Linked DNA regions of Sus scrofa: region 1 is linked to region 2. A link is a contact called in public Hi-C data. All regions are on one chromosome and are shown on one strand. The core of a region is the stretch at or near the end of the contact, and the rest is flanking DNA. Distances in the headings are between cores, read along the strand shown. Region 1 holds the start of TUSC2 (tumor suppressor candidate 2). Region 2 holds the start of SEMA3B (semaphorin-3B).

Region 1 (2,700 bases), core at 119-2,618, 78 kb before region 2:
CATGTACTGGGTCATGGTGGGCCAGGGTTGCCCTGGGAAGCTGCTCCAGGGTTGCCAATGGGGCTGGAGCAGACAGAAGTCTACTTAATTTGTATCTTAGATACAAGAATCTTTGAGATCCTACAAACAAATAATAGGGTCATGTTTGCAGGGATGAGGGCCCTCATCTATGGTGAAAGATTGTGTTTTAAGTCTTGGATAGGGTCTCAGGACAGCCCTGTCACAACCAAGGATGGATATTCTAGGCATCAAGGAAGTCTAGGATTCTCTCTGTAGCACCCTCTGACTCCTCAGACACTCTGGGGTCAGGTAGTGCTAGCTCATGGTGCAGCAATGGTGCCTCAGTGCCTCCTCCAAGGAGGATGTCCCTGGGTCAGGGTTTGTGTGTGGGCACTGGCCCACCTCTGTGCCTTGTTTGCCAGTCAAAGCCAGGGTCTTTCCCTTGAGTATTTTTGATGATGTGTGCGAATGTATGTAATATTTTGTGACCTCAGCTCACTGCCTCCTGTTGGGAAAGGGGTCGGGGTGAAGGGCATCAGGGCCTGGGGCTTGAGAGAATTGGCTGAATAAAGATTTAAGCATTCTGCTTTTGGATTCTTTTACGGGCCCTCATCTGCAGTTGCCCCTCATGCCAGTGGCTGCCAAGATTGACAGACAGCCTCATAAAGCACCTTTTCCACGGGGACCATGAGACCAATTTGTGAAGGTTGTGCGATATGGATATGTACTTGGTCATTAGTCAACACCTGGGAGCTCAGGGCATGGTAGAGGCAAGAACATCAGCTGTGGCCGGAGCTTAGGGAAACCACACACTTCGCCAAATATTCAGACACTGGTGTGGAGCAGACACTGCTTATGGGACCGAAGGTACAGATGTTAACCTTCATGAAGCATGGTTTTTGGTGGGTTTAGAAAGAACACGATTTGAAGTTCTTCAGTCCTGAATGTAGCCATACAACCACTGGCCAATTCTCCTTAAGTTCGGTATTTTCTCCGCATGCCACGGTGGGAATAGCAAACAGCGTGGGAATACAATGAGGCCAGAGAGGCACTTCCCAGCCTGGCCTGAAGTCAGGCCCTAAAGTGCTGGTTTGAGAGGACCTGGTGGTTGGACGGGTCCGCTGAGCCTGACTTCTAGGGGTTGTGGACGTTTACGCCGCCACACACATCGAAGAAGCCAGGAGCACACCGCCACAGGTTTCTTGTGTGGGAGCGGCCCCAGGTGGAGGGAGCGTGGCCTGCTGGGAACTGACGTCTCGCAGTGCATGCTAGGATGCCTAGCATCGGAGGACGGCTATTGGCCCTGCTCCGCGGATCGACGAGAGAAGCAACCAATTAGAGGGGGCAAGGTAAAGAGCATTCGGAAGCGGAAGTGAGGTTTCCGTGGAGACAGCGGAGCCTGAAGGTGGTGGTGGCGGCGGCGGCGGCGGCGGCGGCGGCACCTGCGAGCGGAGGCTGAGGCAGGGCATGGCGGTGCTGTCGGCCCTCTAAGAGCGAAGCGGCCGCGGACCCCGCCATGCATCGGTGGCCCTGACATGGGCGCCAGCGGCTCCAAAGCTCGGGGCCTGTGGCCCTTCGCCTCGGCGGCGGGGGGCGGCGGCCCGGAGGCGGCGGTCGCTGAGCAAGCTTTGGTGCGACCGCGGGGCCGAGTCGTGCCCCCCTTCGTATTCACGCGCCGCGGGTAAGGGCGCGGGGTTCCGCCTTGGGGAAGACAGACGGGCGGCCGGGCGCCCCGCGTCATGGGGCGCTCCCGCCGCTGTAACCCCTACACCCGAGTCAGGATGATTTTCTTATTTCCGGTCCCCATAGGAACAAGGGGTCGGGGAAACGGAGTAGTAGGTTCCTAGCGGTCTGGCTGCTCTGAAGGTCTCTCGAGGAGAAGAGCGGGCCTGAGGCTTGTCCCTGGGCATGCCCTCCGCACAGTGAACCTAAGATAGGGATTTCCTCTCAGAGACTTCAGAGCCACTTTCATTCCTTCCGTTCCAGCCTACAAGCTGAAGGCTCCTATCCTCCCTCACCTCTAATTCTTCCTAGAGGAGAATGGCCCTCTGTTTTGTTTTTTTTTTTCCGTTTCCCACAGTGGTGGGGTTGGATCTCTCTGGGTAATGGCCGGGAAAGCAGGACTGGGCCCTAGCATTGGGGATGGGGCCCTGGGAAAAGACCCTCAACCAGGTATGTTTCCCATACCTGGAACACTGACTTCTCCCCTCCCCTAGGGGGTCTAGACAGGAGCTCTAGATTGGCCTGTCCCTGACTCGCACCTGGGGACTGGCACTCAGATGATGCTAGTTTAGATTTGTCTTTAGATACTAGGAGGGGAGTTCCCCTTGTGGCTCAGCGGGAACCAATCTGACTAGTAACTACAAGGACGCTGGCTTGATCCCTGGCCTTGCTCAGTGGGTTGGGGATCTGCCGTTGCTGTGGCTTTGGTGTAGGCCCACAGCTGCAGCTTGGATTCGACCCGTAGCCCAGGAACTTCCATATGCTGCGGGTGCGGCCCTTAAAAAAAAAAAAAAAAAGATACTAGGGGGATCCCAACAGTGGCTGCATCAGCCACCTGGGTGGGGGAGGATGCAGCCTTTTCCTCTTTAGGCTTCTTCTTAGCCCAGGCATCTGCTATCTCAGGCTTTGGTCCTGGGCCAGCAGTGTCTTCTGTAGTGACACCAACATGCCCAGGCCACCATCCTGCTCACTTTAGAA
Region 2 (2,700 bases), core at 98-2,597:
CCTTCCCTTCTGAAAGCCCTGTCAGAGCTGAGGTGGAGGGGCTGAAGGAGGGGCCACCAGGAACCCTGGGCCTCTGGCTGGGGCCCAACCCCCACCCGCTCCGCCCCTGCCCTCCGCCTCCTGCACATTCCTCCCCGGCTGAGGTCAGCCCCTCCGGGATGGGGGGAGCCCCCCCCATCAGCCACATCACAGCTCTCCACTCACTCCTGTTTTCTTCGTTGCCCAGCAGGGGGGGAAGGGGGAGGGAGAAAGAAGAGGGGCCTGCGGGTGGGGCCTCCCTCTCCCCTCCTTTCCTATAGCCTGGGGGAAGCGGGGGAGGAGGTGCCAAGAATGCTGCAAAAGTCGACTCCTGGGGCACCCTGTGCTCATTAACATACATTAACATAAATCCCACATTCCCTTACTCTGCTGGGGGAGAGCATCAGGAGAGTATTGGTCGGGGGGCTCAAGATGCATCTCGAAGAGGATGGACTGCGCCTGCCTCAGGGATCCCCACCAAAGTAGCTGAGGAGGGGCGGGGTTGAATCCTGACTCTGTCGCTCACCAGCTGTGTGTCCCTAGAAGCAGAATGAATCTCTCAGATTCCTCTCCTCACTTGCCCCAGGTTATAAATGGTGGGCCAGGCAAGTCTGGCACATGTGGGGTCCACAGGTGTGCACTCTGGTTGCCATCCCAGCATTGGGCATCCTGTGGCATGCAGGCCACCAGCCTCGAGGGAGATTCCACGGCAGCCCCTTCCAGCCCAGCTTCATGGGACGTTTTCTCAGGCTTGACTCCTCTCCTGTTTCCCTCCCTCCCCCACCGCCCCTCTACCCACCCTCCCAGCCCCCAGCCCAACGCCCGAACCTCCACCTGAACCTCTTTCCCTGCCCAGCGACTGGGGACTCCTAAGTCTTCTTACTCCAAGTCTCCAACCCACCCCAACAGTGCCCAAGCCTACACTCCTCCCTCCAGAGAGCGGCCAACTCAAGGAGGCCTTCCTGTCTCCTTCAAAACAGGGCAAAGCCCCACCCCCTCACCTCCCCCCCTGCAGCTTGAAGCCGGACCCCTTCACAGGGGACCCAGCCTTGGTGGTCCTTCTGCCAGTTCTCCTCGGAGTACCTCCCTTCAGGACCCTGCCCTCCCCAGCCCCTCACTCAGAGAGCTTGCTGAAACTTGGGGACACCCCAGGCTCTTAGCCAGGCATTTCATACACCCCTCCCTAGCTCAGCCCGAGGTAACCTCGCCAGAACTCCAGCCACCCCAGGATTCAGCCTGGGCTGGGCCCTCCACCCCTTAGGCCTTCCCGTTTGCCACCTGCTGGCCTTTTCCTCACCACTCACCTCCTCACCCACCTTCCTCTGGAGCTCTGGACGCTTGTTACACCGGGTCCAAGCCTCTCTGCAAGGGCTCAGGGTTCCCGGCAGATGCCAGCACTTAAGGGCCTCAAGCACAGGGAAACAAGTGCCTGCAGGAGGACCTGCACCTTCTGGGGCCTGCTGGGTCTTGGGGGGGTTGATGGAAAGGGATAATTCAGGCCCCTTTTGACCCTGCAGCAGCCACTCAGGACTTGACTCCCTCCACCCATAATGAGGTCAGAAAACAGAGTAATGCCAAGGAATGTCAAACAAATTTTTTTCCTAAATAACATCACCTGTGAGGCTGGGTCTCCTGCAAGGGGAGAAACAAAAGCAGGGAAGGAAAAGAGATCCACGGCCTTGACCCTTACCCCTTGGACACTAGTGCCCGTCACTGTGTGGTTAACTGAGGAGCTGACTGGCTGGCAGAACGGACACACTTGCTGTCGCACAGCTGCACGCAGACCTCAGCAGGCTTGAGGCTCTCCTTGGGAGTGTGCTGGGTGCTGGCTTCCCCTCCAGGTGTTCAAGGGAGACTTGGGGGAATGCATAGCCCTATGGCAGGGATGAGGGTCGCTAGGATCCCTTTCAGGGCAAGAGACCCAAGGATTGGGTTCAGCTGTTTGAGAGTGGGCTGGACCCAGAACTCAGCCAAGAGAATCTGGAGTCCTATCCCAGACCTCTTCCTGACTCCCAGGGCAACTAGGACCTAGCTGGCCATGCCACAGGCCAGGTGGCTGGAGTCAGAGCTCCAGCCTTGATGCCTGACTTGGAACTCTGGGTCAAGGGTGGGGAATGATTCTGAGGGGTCCTCAGGGGAGAAGGAGGATCTCCTGACATCAGGAGGAGCCATGGGACTGCCCTGGAACATGGTAAGGGGTTCTTCTAGGCCTCAGCAGCCCCCACAGCCTCAGGTGCTCAGGTTCTAATGGGGCACCCCCTCCTTTCTGCACCTAGCAACTGAGTCTCCACCCACCTGCTGGGGGTGGGGGGTCTGGCCCAGGGGCGCTGGGAAGTGGCTGCAAGCCTGGACTGCCTCTTCCCCACAGCATCTCCCTGCATCCTCCCCTCTTCAGACTTCTCTGACTCTGAGGGCTTGTCTCTCTCTTCCCAGCTGTGTCCCGGTGTCATCCCCCCGCAATGGATTAAAAATAGCAAGGCTGCTACCACATGAGTAGCCTGAGCAAACTATTTGGAGTGCAGCAGGCCTTCTGGGAGGTGGATCGGCCTCTTGACAGTCCCCACTGGTGGGAGACAGCCCACTTCATACTGGGATCCATGGCTTGGTCTGGGAGCAGGAGCCTGGGTCCTTTTCCTGGCTCTGAGCCTCACAGATGCAGCTGCCCATGGGTGGGGCCAGGAA

Evidence for each region. Hi-C and Micro-C count contacts between places; a contact is called where the count stands out from the background.
Region 1: a contact with region 2 is called in a Hi-C map of subcutaneous adipose tissue, with 2.4 times the contacts expected there. The contact joins the promoter of TUSC2 here to the promoter of SEMA3B in region 2. A contact is called at or near these places in 1 of 5 promoter capture datasets (fetal liver), 13 of 47 Hi-C or Micro-C datasets (alveolar macrophages, blood, embryonic fibroblasts and 8 more) and 2 of 2 datasets of contacts at active chromatin or transcription factors (alveolar macrophages and skeletal muscle).

What each region holds. Positions count from the first base shown.
Region 1 is chr13:32,814,040-32,816,739 of Sscrofa11.1, reverse strand. It overlaps TUSC2 (tumor suppressor candidate 2), which reads left to right and starts at 1,368. Exons shown (of 3, transcript XM_003132224.4): 1 at 1,368-1,681. The coding sequence starts at 1,536. It overlaps RASSF1 (ras association domain-containing protein 1), which reads left to right. Exons shown (of 6, transcript XM_021068824.1): 6 at 1-584.
Region 2 is chr13:32,735,747-32,738,446 of Sscrofa11.1, reverse strand. It overlaps SEMA3B (semaphorin-3B), which reads right to left and starts at 1,347. Exons shown (of 18, transcript XM_021068808.1): 1 at 1,323-1,347.